2 separate regions of the Danio rerio genome follow, and region 1 is linked to region 2. Evidence: chromatin contacts called from public HiChIP or PLAC-seq data. All regions are on one chromosome and are shown on one strand. The core of a region is the stretch at or near the end of the contact, and the rest is flanking DNA. Distances in the headings are between cores, read along the strand shown.

Region 1 (6,872 bases), core at 2,995-5,494, 270 kb before region 2:
CACTTTAAGACATATTTGGATACATGTTCATAAAAGTGCCATTTATGGAACTGTTAAACAGGTCAAAGCTCTTATAAAACTCAATAGGCTTTGAGTTTATTATTTTCAATATTGAAAAATAAAGAATATAATTTTTTCCATAATAATTCCAAGCTCTTAAGTTGAATAAACATGTTCCTCTTTATCCATAATTCATATTTAGCAGATCTAGAAGAGTCATGTAAATTAATTGTTTTACTGAAGAGCATTAATATCTACAACTTTCTGGAGTCTTGAAATTATTTTATAGTGTTTACTTTTTTAGGATGCGTCTACATTCTTCCAGATGTAATTGACAATTTTTTTGTTTAAAAGCGCTCTCCATTCACACTCTCATCTCTCAAAAGTTGCTCATCAGTCCTCACGAAACATCTGAAAATGCTTGCATTCCTTTTCTGCACAAGTTAAAAATAAGATGCTTTAACACTTCACTTCTGGTGTTTATTTAGTGGCGCCTCCGGGTTTCATCCAGAATCCCTGTTCCATACATTCTGTAGTACAATGGTCATTGTCCATACCTTATCCATCGGAGAAATACATTCTAAACTATTAACAAACGGAATAATATGTAACAGCATTACAAACTAGAGATCAGCCAAAACAATGATCAGCAAACACAATGGTAATACCCATCATTCAATTTCACTAAAGCTAGTTGGCCTTAAAATATTTTTAGCATTGAGGTAACTCGAAGTCACAAATAATCAAAGTCAATGTTATTTACATTGTTATTCTTTCATTGAACAATTCTTAACCATGCCCCCATTAGTTTGCTATAAGGTAAAGAAAGCCCAGCTCCCTACTCAAACTTAAATTTCTGTTGGAAATACATCAAATAAAACTTCTGGTTTATGCTTTAAATATCCCTGTCTCCATGTTCAAGTGATCTGGCCTCACTTCATTTTCTAGCCTTATTTTGTACCTTTTTATGGAAGTTTTGACATCCACATAAAATAGTTTCACATTATTGTCACAGAGGAATTGCTACACACACAACAAGCAGCTTATGACACTGAGGAATCAGAGGAAAACTTGAAGGTGGCTTAAGGCACATTAAAAAAAGACTTCAAGATTACTGAAAGATATGTTCCATAATGCATTTTAATATCAAGATTCTCCCTTATATAGTTTTGTGGAGTTAATCTGAATTTTAGTGGCATGGCACAGGTCATTTTGACAGTATGAGCTTGGACTAAGTAGAAAAAAAAAAGACTTCGACCATAATTTGTTTTACATTAAACATGCACATATTCAACAGTATTGTACAGTAGTTTTGCAAAATACACGCTTGCTTGTTTCTTGTTTTTTGGTATGTACAGTGTTGGTTAATAGCCAGTTACAGTTCTAATATTGCTTCTTCCTGGAGCACAGCACATTTGTAACCCAAAATAGTTGTTGAGTTGACACTGTGACACCATCTCTCTTAAAATGAATGTGCTTCCTACCAATTTGTTGACTGGTCTTCCGTGTCTTATCACTTTACACACATGTATAGAGACTCTTGTTCACTTTCCTAAAAAGTCTGAATCTTATGTTATTTGTTTTTAATCTCTCTCAGCACTAGCACCACCTATTTTATCCATCTTTGCTTCTTTTCCTTCCTGACGCACTGACTTTTAAAGTCAGTCCTTTGTAAAGCTTTGCCTGACAAACCCATTGCTGTTAAGGGTTATGTGCCATGTTATTTTAGTAAATCTGTATTTTATTTCACATTTTTCAGTGTCAGCCAATATGTAAAACTGAAATAGCAATGTTTTCTAAACATCATTTCTTACTCCAAACCGTTTCTTTTTCCCTTTTTAATTAATAGTTACATTTATTGAGGCATCAACTTCGTAAAGGGAATCTAGAAAACATTTAATTCAGACTCATATGAGTTTAGTTTTTTGCTTGTTTGTTTTTTATTACTATAATTATACATGGAGGACAGAATGGTGACAGAAAGGTTGTATGAAAGCATTGTACATATGTTAATATATTAGAAAATACCATCATGTATATGTTTTTCCCCATTTTTAATTTTTAATTTCACCTTCTATTTAATAAAAATCTCCATTTCTTTGTGAATATACAACTGTGGGTTAGGCCATCTAAACGCATACAGAAGTATGCACACACTTTCATTTGTATTAAGCATCATGCGCACCGTACTGTCCGCCATGACACTGTGAGTGAAGCAGGAGGTTCTGGATTTTGTATAAATGTACATAACTGTAACCCTGTGAATGATGTTACAGTTGAATAATTTGTAGTATTGCTATTGGTTTATTTTCTATGAAAGAACATTTGTGGCCCGTTATGTTTTTCTTCAATAAAATATGGAGCAAGGGTCAGTGTCATGGATCATGTCATATGTGTTTATTTATTCCTCTTGTCTAAAAGATTTTGTTTGTAAATGCTGTACTGATCCAGACCACAAGAGGGAGCAAAAAGCTGCAAAACGAGAATTGTATTTTCTGACGTTATTTTTTTATTTATTACCTGTCACATGCTTTAATGTAACACTGATCCCTACATATAACTATGATCTCTTCCTTACAGTGATCATCAGGTTTCTTGAAATGCCTATAACTCCCCCCTAAAGCCATTTGACCTGCGCTGCCAACGTAACTGAAGACTTAAGCCTCGCTCTTGCCATCTATTCAGCCTAGTCTTGTTTTGATGACATCCTCCACTGTCAACCGGACACCAAACAAATTAGTGAGCTGTGTAAAAGTGGTGGATGGGGAATCAGCTTCTCCAGCTGTTAGAATGATTAGAAAGCTTTTGGCTGTGATTTGGGGTACTACTGTGTAGAGTACAAATTCTGACCAGATGGTTTTGTCTGTGCCACTAGTTGTACTTTTCACTGTACATTAATTTCTTTTTGCAGGTGACTATATGATAAATATCAGTGCGCAGAGTGTTCTGGATACTTTTAGGTGGCTTGGAGTACACCAGTTTTGTCCAGGAGGTCATGACAAATCGAGGTCAAGTAAAGTAGCATCAACAGCTAACCTTTGAAATACGATCGAACTCTGTCAAGCCCATCTGATAACTGTAGCATCAGTTCATTGGCTGTGGTGGACAACAGTGTCTGTTTAATCCCAGTGGAATTAGCAACACAACAAACCACACCAAAACTACAATGAATTATTAATCCAGTAATCCTATAATCTGTATTAATACGTTGCCATGTTATTCTACCTATACTACTGTATGCTTAAATCTACATGAATGCAATTTGCCAGTACTGTTGTGATTGAAAATGCTTTAATGACTTGGCCCAGTTTCCTTGATCCCATGTAGTTAGGACTTCGACGCTGTGCATTCAAGTGGGTGTCCTAGTTTCCGAGACATTCATATTTTGTGACTATCTGTGCTTTTTTTCCCCAACTCAAACTATTTATTTTGTCGCCAGTTGTCTCAGGATTGCATAGGTTCACAGAGGTGACAGTCTCTTGCTCTTGGGCATGTTGGTGAGGATCATCTAGAATGAGGGCCTAGAATGCACCTGGAAGAAAAGTGTGTCACCATGTCCTCAGTTGAGGCTGACAGGTGCTCTATTTTTTTGAGAGGGGCTGACATGCAGACTTCTGGCTGTGTTCAAATGTGTATATGGGATTATCTCATGTTTCTGTTTTAAAGACCCTGGTGAGAGAATCTAGGCTCCACTAAGCCTCATCATACACCTTCCTTGACATGGTTCCGTGAAAAGACATGGAATCAACTCATGTCCTCCAAAGCAGGGCACACAGATTACCATCCTTTTATTTTCTTGCATGCAAACTACATTTAGATCCCAGTAAGTAGCATTATCTTTTGTTTGTGACCTTTCTTGTTGTGTCCCATTGATTACTCAACTGTGTCAAACAGTGTGCTGCTCATGATATTTATCATTAATTCATGTGCCAGACTTTAATTGTTAATAGAAAATCTGCACAGCACTTCCGACACTGTCAAATTCCCTACTGAGAAGATATCCTGTACCTACCTCTTTCTTTGCACTAATGAACTTGACATTTCTTTCTTTTACAGGGACACTAGGGGAAGTTACTTTTCACACAAGTTTTTCAAAGATGTGCCTCATGAAAAGGTCAAAGGCAAGTCTCTTTTTTTCTGTTGTTGGTGATGCCTGCCAGAAAGGTCAAGGTTAGGATTTGACCTATGGGAGTATTGTGTAATTCCACCGGGCAGTGCCATGCCATTCTCCAGTGCATGTGATGTAAGAGGAAAGCTGTCTGTGGTCACAGCATGTGTTCTGTTTGCCTGGAGATTTACAGCAGCACAGGAGTAAACATGAATTCGGAACACAGCGACAAAAATAAACAACAACAGCTGGAAAAGAGATGAGTAATGACTGCTTTCATGGACGCACTAGAGAAGAGGTACTGTCATAACCTTTTTGTATTCCTCACGATGCATGTAGACAGATTTTTGGGGACAGCTGTTACATTTAGAATATAAACAAGCACGATTGAAATGTTTAGCTGTGATGAGGTGGGAAGGTTTTGCGTGCAATATTTGATTCGTACTGTGGCATGCAATAGACAGCAATAATCCTCTCCACTGAGGTTCACACAGTTATTCACAGTCACCATCTCTCACTTTCAGGGCAGTAATCTGCATGCACACAGCACCATGTTAATCGTCACATGCATCACCATGGCAATGGAGCCATAATATAAAATCAGACACTACGTGACTGAATTGAAGGACAACAAAAAGAAACCGAATGTCATGAGATGTCAATACTATTGCCAACAAGTCATTATTCATTCATTCAGAATTGCAACTACAGCCTTGGGTCAAATGTGCTATTAGCACCACGTTACGACTTGCACCTATTCAAGAGCAGAAACGTTTGGACCAAGATAAGGATCCTTACATGGTACACATTTAATTGTGAAAAAATCCAGAATTCCCTTTCAACCGTGGGTTAACCGAGTGGGCTACACCTCCCCTTCTAACGTCACACTGCCCTCCCCTCTCGGTGCCCCCAGCGCTTCCCAGTCTGTGGTTCACTCGTCTCTGTTTACCTCTACTAATCCCTCACATAGCCGTCTCTCTCACTCTCTCTCTCTCTCTCTCCCTTCCCCACATTCTCTCGATTGCTGTCTCTCCTCCCCTTTCATGCTCAGAGCTAGCGGCTTGCCACACGACCCACACTGCCTGCTACATGATCTCCTGGAAAATAGAGCTCCGTGTTTTTGTAGCTGCTTTTCGCTGCACGAGCCTTTGTAGATTGCAATCTAGGAGACAAGGAAAGATGCCTTCACGACAAACCTGACTCTAGTCATCTCCAGATGCACCCCTGTCCCCTTTCCTAGTATCTCACCCCCTGACCTTTTACCCCATCCCCTCTCCTTTACCCTTCTCCAAACCTCCCTCTCTTAATCCCCCCCAAACCTCCCCTTCACCTCGCACCCTCTTGACAATGTTCTCATGTGTACGCTGGCTTCAGCCTTTCCTTGCCTTGCTGTCCTCTACCTTGATATCTTGCGGGTACAACTGTCCATCCAGCTGCTTGTGTCCGGACCATCACACCGTGGACTGCACAGGTCAAGGGCTCACCCGTCTTCCAGACTCCATCCCTTTGGACGTGAGGAGACTCCTTCTGTCTAACAACTGGATTCCCTGGATCCCTTCTGATTTCCTGGTTCTCTACAGTGATTTGGTCTATTTGGATTTAAGGAATAACTCTTTAACGAGGCTGGAGCCTGGGACTCTGAGCACATCCTCCAGGCTGGTCTATCTGGACCTGGGGAGCAACAACTTGACTGAGATCCCCTCTGGAACATTTGGGGAGTCCCGTAGTCTGATCAAGCTACGGCTAGGGAACAATCCATATTTAAATATGGTCAGCAAGGACGCCTTCTTGGGCCTCACCTCCTTACGAGAGCTTGAGCTTGAGAGTAATGCTCTCTCTGGCCTGGACGTTGAAGTGCTGAGCCAGTTGCCTTCCTTGCGGGTGATACGACTGGAAGGCAACCCCTGGGTATGCAACTGCAACTTTGCCAAACTCTTTTTGTGGCTTCTGGAGAATCAACACAAGCTCCCAAATGGTAAGCTGCTTAAATATTACTTTCCCGTTCTGCATCAATCTACATGAAATAATTCTATTTTGAATGCTCGCAGTTTGTGGTGGTTCATGTGTGGAACTTTCAAAAGATCAGTTACACCCAAGGGTGAGAATCCATAAAACCTACTAGAAATCGAATTAGGCCCCGTGTACACTAGTGCGTTTTAGTTTTAAAACAGCGTTTTAGAATGAAAACGATCCGCGTCCACACTAGTGTTTTACCCAGCATTTCTAAACTGCTCTCCGTCCACACCAAAACGCTGAAAACGCACATCACGTGACCACACAAATACTCTCGGGCAAGCGCTGCAGCATTTCTACCCAGATGAGAGCCAGATGAGAGAGTCGGACTGCTCATCAAGCATCTCCAAACTTATTTGTTAAACGTGATATTTAATTAATCTTGTTGTCTATATCTAACGACATATTTCCTGACTTTGGTCTTTTTAATCGATTACTTGTTCACAGGTAACGTGTTTTTGCTGAGCGCAAAGATAAGTTTATAATTAATGTAACCACGTACTTGCTGTATATTGACTGATCGGTTGCCTTTATTTCCTGTAATGTATAAACTTATTGTGCGTTATACTTTCATAATGGCTATTATTGATTATTAAAACTGACATTTAGCAAAGTAGAGAATACGTTTCGTATTTTTATTGAAAATGAAAGGAGGCAGTGATGTTATATAGGCTCTGTTTTATTATAAATATGCATACAGTGAAGATGCAGCACGGCTCCTCAGCATTTCTGCTGTCTGTTAAGTTGTTAA
Region 2 (6,172 bases), core at 3,082-5,581:
ATTTTTTTATTAAATATTTAATAAGTGATCTAACAGTGCACTGAAAATCCCAGAAGTCAACTTTATCAATTGAAATGAGTGTCGTTAACTCAAAATTTACTGAAGGTTAATTCTACTCATACTCATACATATACATACTCATTATACTCATTTGAAAAGGGTTTTGAACTCAAGAGTTATTTAAATACCTCATTACTTCAACTTAAATGGAGTAAGTTCACAGTACTCATATAGGTTTTTTTTTTTACTCAAATGGTTTGTAGAAATCTGTTTTCTCAACTGGTTTGAGTTGCCTTAACTTCTTGGGTTTTACAGTACTCAGTTGGTTTAAGTTCTCTTAATTTAATGGGTTTTACTGTGCTCAAATTGCTTTATTTATTCAAATGGATTAAGTTCACGGTACTCATTAGGATTAGTTTTTGAACTTAAATAGTTTGTTGCAATCGGTTTCCTCAAATGGGTTGAGTTACCGTAGCTTTTTGGGTTTTACAGTGTATATAATTAATACTAAAATAATTGTTCCTGTGGATCACTTTTGTTATGAGTTTGACTGTCAGGAAGAGAATGCCAATTTTAAATGCTCTATAATTTTCTTCAAATACAAGTGACAGCCAAACCCACAAAGTGTTTGTCAAAGTCCCATATTGTTTTCTGATAGATAACCGTACAGCTGGAGGTCAGTCTGCATGAATTATTCACTAAAGAAGGCCAGGCTGAGGCCAGTGAATGCACAAAGGCAAGACAGCGTCTTTCCCTCTCCAAGAACACAGCAAGGTTGAATTGTTGAGAGTAAAGCACAGAGTAAGAACTGAGGCCCAATGAATGGCCCAGCAAATCCTTACAAAGAAATGACACAGGCATTGCCTTGGACACAAGGCACAATGAGACAGGCATCTGAACCTCCAAATACATTAACTCTCCATGCCCGCTCTTTTTTACAGACCTTTTATCACGGAAAACCATCTCTACTTCCTGTTTAGGTTGCTTTGTAAATTTGCAATCAGTCAATTCACTTGACAGAACTGATTAGGTAAAACACAAACATAACAGGCTGTAGCCTTGGGCTTAAAATAATGACCAAAAGGAGCGGTTTGATTCAAAATGGTCATCCCACGTGAGTCAGGGATATCAAACCACTGGATAACTGAAAGACAGAGCATAAATCTGGCCTCAGAGTAGCTTTAGCACAGGCCTGATATGATGATTACCTTTTAAATATCATTAATATTCCATAGTAAAAGTCATTTTACACAGCCACTATTGCTGTCAGGTGAAATATAGCTGTGTTCGAGGGGTATTGTCTATCTGGATGCTTAATTCTGCTCAGGGATCAATAGACTCTATTTATGTTTATCTATTATGTCAAAATAGCATTAGCATTGTATGATTTGAAGCTACAATTTTAACCATATCAATAATAAATATATATAAAAAGATTCATTTCACAAAGGAACATCAGGTGAATTAACAACACATTCTTTAATATGGAGTCAATACTGAATCAAGTGGCATGATTGTTACGCACAATCACTCTTTCATCTGACAGTCTGGATGTTTTTGTTGTTGTTAATGTTGTTTTTTGTAATAATCTACAGCTTCATGATTATCACTCCCCCCTAGTGAGTTGCATTGTTACATTTTGTACATGTAAAACAACCTAAGCACTGCATTTTTGAGCTCTTATTCCAAAGAAAGACTTACTCACAGGCCTGGTCTTAAGTCCCTTAAAATGTCACCCCTCTGATTTTGTCCTTATTGATCAGGAGCTATCAATACAAATCCATTGTCACGTCTGCTCCCATCTTTGCGCAGTGCAGCCATCTGTGAATGTAAAATTGATGACACCACTGTATCTTCCTCAGAAAGCACAACAGATGTAAACAGCTGATCTGCGGTCTTTTAGTGGAAGAACAAGTTCTGAGTCTCTCCCGGTGCATTAACTGACACGGTGAAAAAGAGAACTCTTCTCCCTCTATTCTTTTCACTCAGTCCCTCCCTTTTTCCTTTCTTTTCACTCACTCCTTCCCCCTGCCGTACATCAGGAGAGAGCCTCCATGTAAATATTCTCAGGAACAACCAGCCAATGAAAGACGAGCAGGGCTGCAATCCGACCAATCAATGACTACTTCCAGCTTTCTTTCAGAAATTCCATGCTGCTGGATTCAGGATTTTTTCCAACTGTGTCCAAAAACGTAAACATTTTTTTTATAAATATTTGACTAATGACGTATATAACAACTAATGGTGGTAAACATTAGAAAGCCAAGAATACTGTTTATTATTTCCTAGACTGTTTTTATTTCCTCCCTGAAGTTACTTCAAATGTCAGTCAAGTTAAACAAGATAGACCAGGTTGTTTTTGTCCTTTTCACCTCTATTGAATATCCTGGTTTAAGTAAGATAAAATGCACCATAATGTTTGTATTTCCTATGACAAGCCATTTTGACTTTGATTTATTTCCAGGATTTGATTAAGATCTCTAATTATGATTTGTGAATGGCAGTTTATTGGCATATTGTGTAAAGATATTTACAGCTATTACAAATTACTTATTAACATTTATTTTTTTATATCAATTTGATTTCTGTGTTTTTGGTATCAAGAATTGGTGTTTTTATTAGTGAAGTAATTCTTACAAAATCTGTTGCAAAAATTACCATTTATGATCAACTGCCCCACCAAGAAAAACTATTTTGGATTGCATTTCTAAACTCCTAGTTCTTCTTAACTCATTTTTGTACAACACATCTAATAAATTCTAAAATATAAATCACTACCAAATAGTTGACATGTCAGATTATGCTAAAAGTACTGTAATTAATACATATACTATGAAAAATCTGATAATTTGAAGTGTAGGACCAATTTATTTAAAAAATAATCAAAATAAAAAATGTTTGAATACTAAATCCTTTTTTTTTAAGTTTGCCATAAAATATTTCAGATTCTCATTTAACATGCTTTCTTGTTGTTGTTATTTTACTATAAAACTAAAATCAAGTGTAGTAGTGCAACAAGATTATGCTTGCATGTTTATTTTGTAAACCAACAATTCAGTCTAGTGTAAACCATTCTTCAAAACAATCAAACTATGGTCAAGCATTTGGTAGAGCAGGCAGTTAAAGGGTTAAGAATGATTTTAAAATAACATTATTTAACAATATGTGGCTCTTTATGGATTCTCAGAAGCTATAGACATTAAAGATGTAAAACAAAAAATACATTGGGACCATTGTTTTTGTTAATATCCCTCAAAATGGTCTGTAAAATATATGTTTGCTTTTACAAATAACCTGACAGCAAGGTAAAATGAACATGTTATTTGTTTATGTTGGTGTCCTGACATTTTGTCCTACCCATCAGTTTATGCTACCAACACTGTATTTGAATGGATCTGATGTTGGGGTTAGGGATTAGGTAGGTTAGAGCGATATTACAGCTTTATATCACACTCAGTAGTCCACATTAAAATTTGCAGGTAATAAAATCTGATGGGTAGCATAATACTTTTTGAAGGGGAGATAGTAGAACAATATGACAAGGTACGACAAATCAACTGATTACTGCTGTCCATGCAGACATATCATACCCATTAGATTATACTACCAACACTGTATTTGAATGGTTCTGGGGTTGGGGTTAATGATTTAGGTAGGTTAGGGTGATAATACAGCATGCTCCACATTAAAATTTACACTGGTGGCATAATCTGATGGGTAGCACTAAACATTTTCAAGGGGAGGTAGGACAATGTGACAAGTAATAGACAGAATACTGGTGGTGTTCTTACATTTTGTCCTACCCATCAGATTTAACCAACAGTTAAAGTGGTTCTGGGGGTTGAGTTAGAGATTAGGTAGGGCAATATTACAGCTTCATATCACTCTTCTTCACATTAAAATTTACACTGGTAGCAAAATCTGATGGGTAGCATAATAATTTTTGAAGTGGAGGTAGGACAATCTGACAAGGTAGGACAAATCGGCAGAACACCAGCCATCATCAATCCTCACACTTACCATATTAGTAACAAAGAACACTCCATGTACACAATTACCTGTTTCTTTCAATCAAACGGACACCACTTTCCATGTATAAGCAAAACAGATGATTATGAAGACTGAAGTAGATAGATATATTGAAATATTTTTATGCTCTTTGATGAAACTCACAAAAACGTCAAAACCGGTCAAAATACGCATCTCACAATGGACAAAATGCATGTCCTCCAACTCAGCAGAGGGCGCTATTACGTCTCGTTTGTCCAGCTCGAAATTTGTAGTTCTCTCAGCTCTGAATCTCATCCTCGTGTGTTTGTTTTGTGGACTACACGCTCACTGCCATGAAAGTTACATGAGTGCTTAAACTGTACATTTGGACCTAAATTTACTTAAGGAATACACAGAGGAGAAATACCTCTTACGCTTAACATCCAACGTGTCGATCCCATCATAACACAGGTAAACTTGCGATCTTTAAGTTAGATAAGTTTTTGCGAGTTTCTACGCTTAATGACATTATAATCCTGTTAATTGTGCGGTTTTTTACATCTTAAATGTGAAATTAAGCGATCGGTCCAGACAGATGTGTGCGGTGTAAAGCCCTGAGTGTGCGCTGCACCCACGTGGTTTGATCGCGAGGCTGCGAGTCTTTTGTTCCGAATCAATCAAAAAAACGAGGAAGACGGACAGACATAAGTAGAGCATCTGAATCAGGAAATCTACTTATATAATAACCGCATCTTCCAGCACAACAGACCAAGCCGCAGCCTCTTAACTTGACACATTTATACTCCTACAACTTTAATATTTGTATTTAAAGTATAAAGAGGAAAGTTTAACTCAGGTAAGTTATGATATTCACGATGTTTATGAATGCGGCTTCGGATGCAAATGCAGTGTAGCATGCTAACACGGCTACGTCTGCATCGTACACATCTGTAAACGTTATGTCTTTCGAATGAACTAAGTTTACGGCTTGGGCTGTTTTAACGGGACAGGGCAGATATATAACACGTGGGTAATGGAATAGTTTAGTTACTAGTTTGGTTGAAGCACAGCGGTGCTAGTTGGCTAACCGGCGGCTGCGTTATAAAACATAACAAAGAAACAAATGGAGACTGAGTGAGACAGACGCGTTGCTGCTGATTCTTTTGTTGCAGCATTGCTAGTCTGTTAGCATAGCACAGGACATCTGCTTTCATGACGCTTTATGATTATATTTTTAGATAAATACGCAGAAATACTAATGAGCGCAGATGTTTGTGTTTTCTTAAGGTTTCTTTAGCTGTGAGATAATTGGGAATTTGGACCAGAAGGAGAAATGAATCAGACTGTTTCTTCTTTCGAGTGTTTTCGGCTCGTTTGATTCTTCTTTCTGTCTCATTATGATCTGTACTGTACACTGCTTGCTTACTACTTTTATTTTGCTTTTTTGTAGGATTTGGAATATGCCACGCAAGAAGGTGACAGATGTGTCTGGGAACGGTGGATTGAAGAGGAAAAGAGGAGGTGGAAAGAAAAAGGAAAGAGAGTTCAGCAGTGATGATGAGTTTGATGACTATGAACAGGAAAACACAAAGAAACCTGGAAAACCAGCAGCTAAAGCGGGTTTGCAACCGGTCACTGTCGCTGATGATGTGAAGGAGAAGATTGTAAGGATGCTTCTTGTATATATTAGTTTGTGTACAAAAAATCTACTTTGAAAAATGATAATAATATACAGAGAATATGTTCAAAATTTAATGTCACTGATCGAAAAACAAAATGCATTTTGGTTACAATAGTTGTGTCTTTTTTTTTTTTTTTGATGATACATAAACAAAAAAAAAATGTAATTATTTTATGTCTTTAAACTTATTAATTTATTTTACAAGCAGTTTAAGAATTATATTGATTGCTCGTAGATTTATTAATTTTTTTCTCCTGTTGTGCAGAAACTCGAGGTTCCCAAAGTTAAAGGTCAGCTGCTCATTTTTGGGGCCACCAACTGGGACCTGATTGGCAGAAAAGAAGTGCCAAAACAGCAAGGTATGTTCACATTTGAGCCAGAGATATCCATGTTAGATTTTAGTTTGAGAGGCGTTTGTAAAGAAGTTTGTCTGAGTGAGTCATCTTTGTTAATCTTTTAATAGGACACTGACACACCAGATTTTAGTTGGCCGTTTTGTTT

The links. HiChIP or PLAC-seq counts read pairs in DNA pulled down with a chosen protein or histone mark.
Region 1: a contact with region 2 is called in an H3K4me3 HiChIP or PLAC-seq map of gastrula embryo, with 3 times the contacts expected there. The contact joins the promoter of lrrc38a here to the promoter of rcc2 in region 2. A contact is called at or near these places in 2 of 4 datasets of contacts at active chromatin or transcription factors (embryo and gastrula embryo).

What each region holds. Positions count from the first base shown.
Region 1 is chr23:24,710,437-24,717,308 of GRCz12tu, reverse strand. It overlaps lrrc38a (leucine rich repeat containing 38a), which reads left to right and starts at 4,244. Exons shown (of 3, transcript XM_691249.9): 1 at 4,244-4,406; 2 at 4,633-6,083. The coding sequence starts at 5,456.
Region 2 is chr23:24,444,315-24,450,486 of GRCz12tu, reverse strand. It overlaps rcc2 (regulator of chromosome condensation 2), which reads left to right and starts at 4,331. Exons shown (of 13, transcript NM_213176.1): 1 at 4,331-4,461; 2 at 5,441-5,654; 3 at 5,937-6,030. The coding sequence starts at 5,451. arhgef10lb (Rho guanine nucleotide exchange factor (GEF) 10-like b) reads right to left here and starts at 4,632. Exons shown (of 29, transcript XM_073938954.1): 1 at 4,174-4,632; 2 at 4,021-4,085; 3 at 1,702-1,821.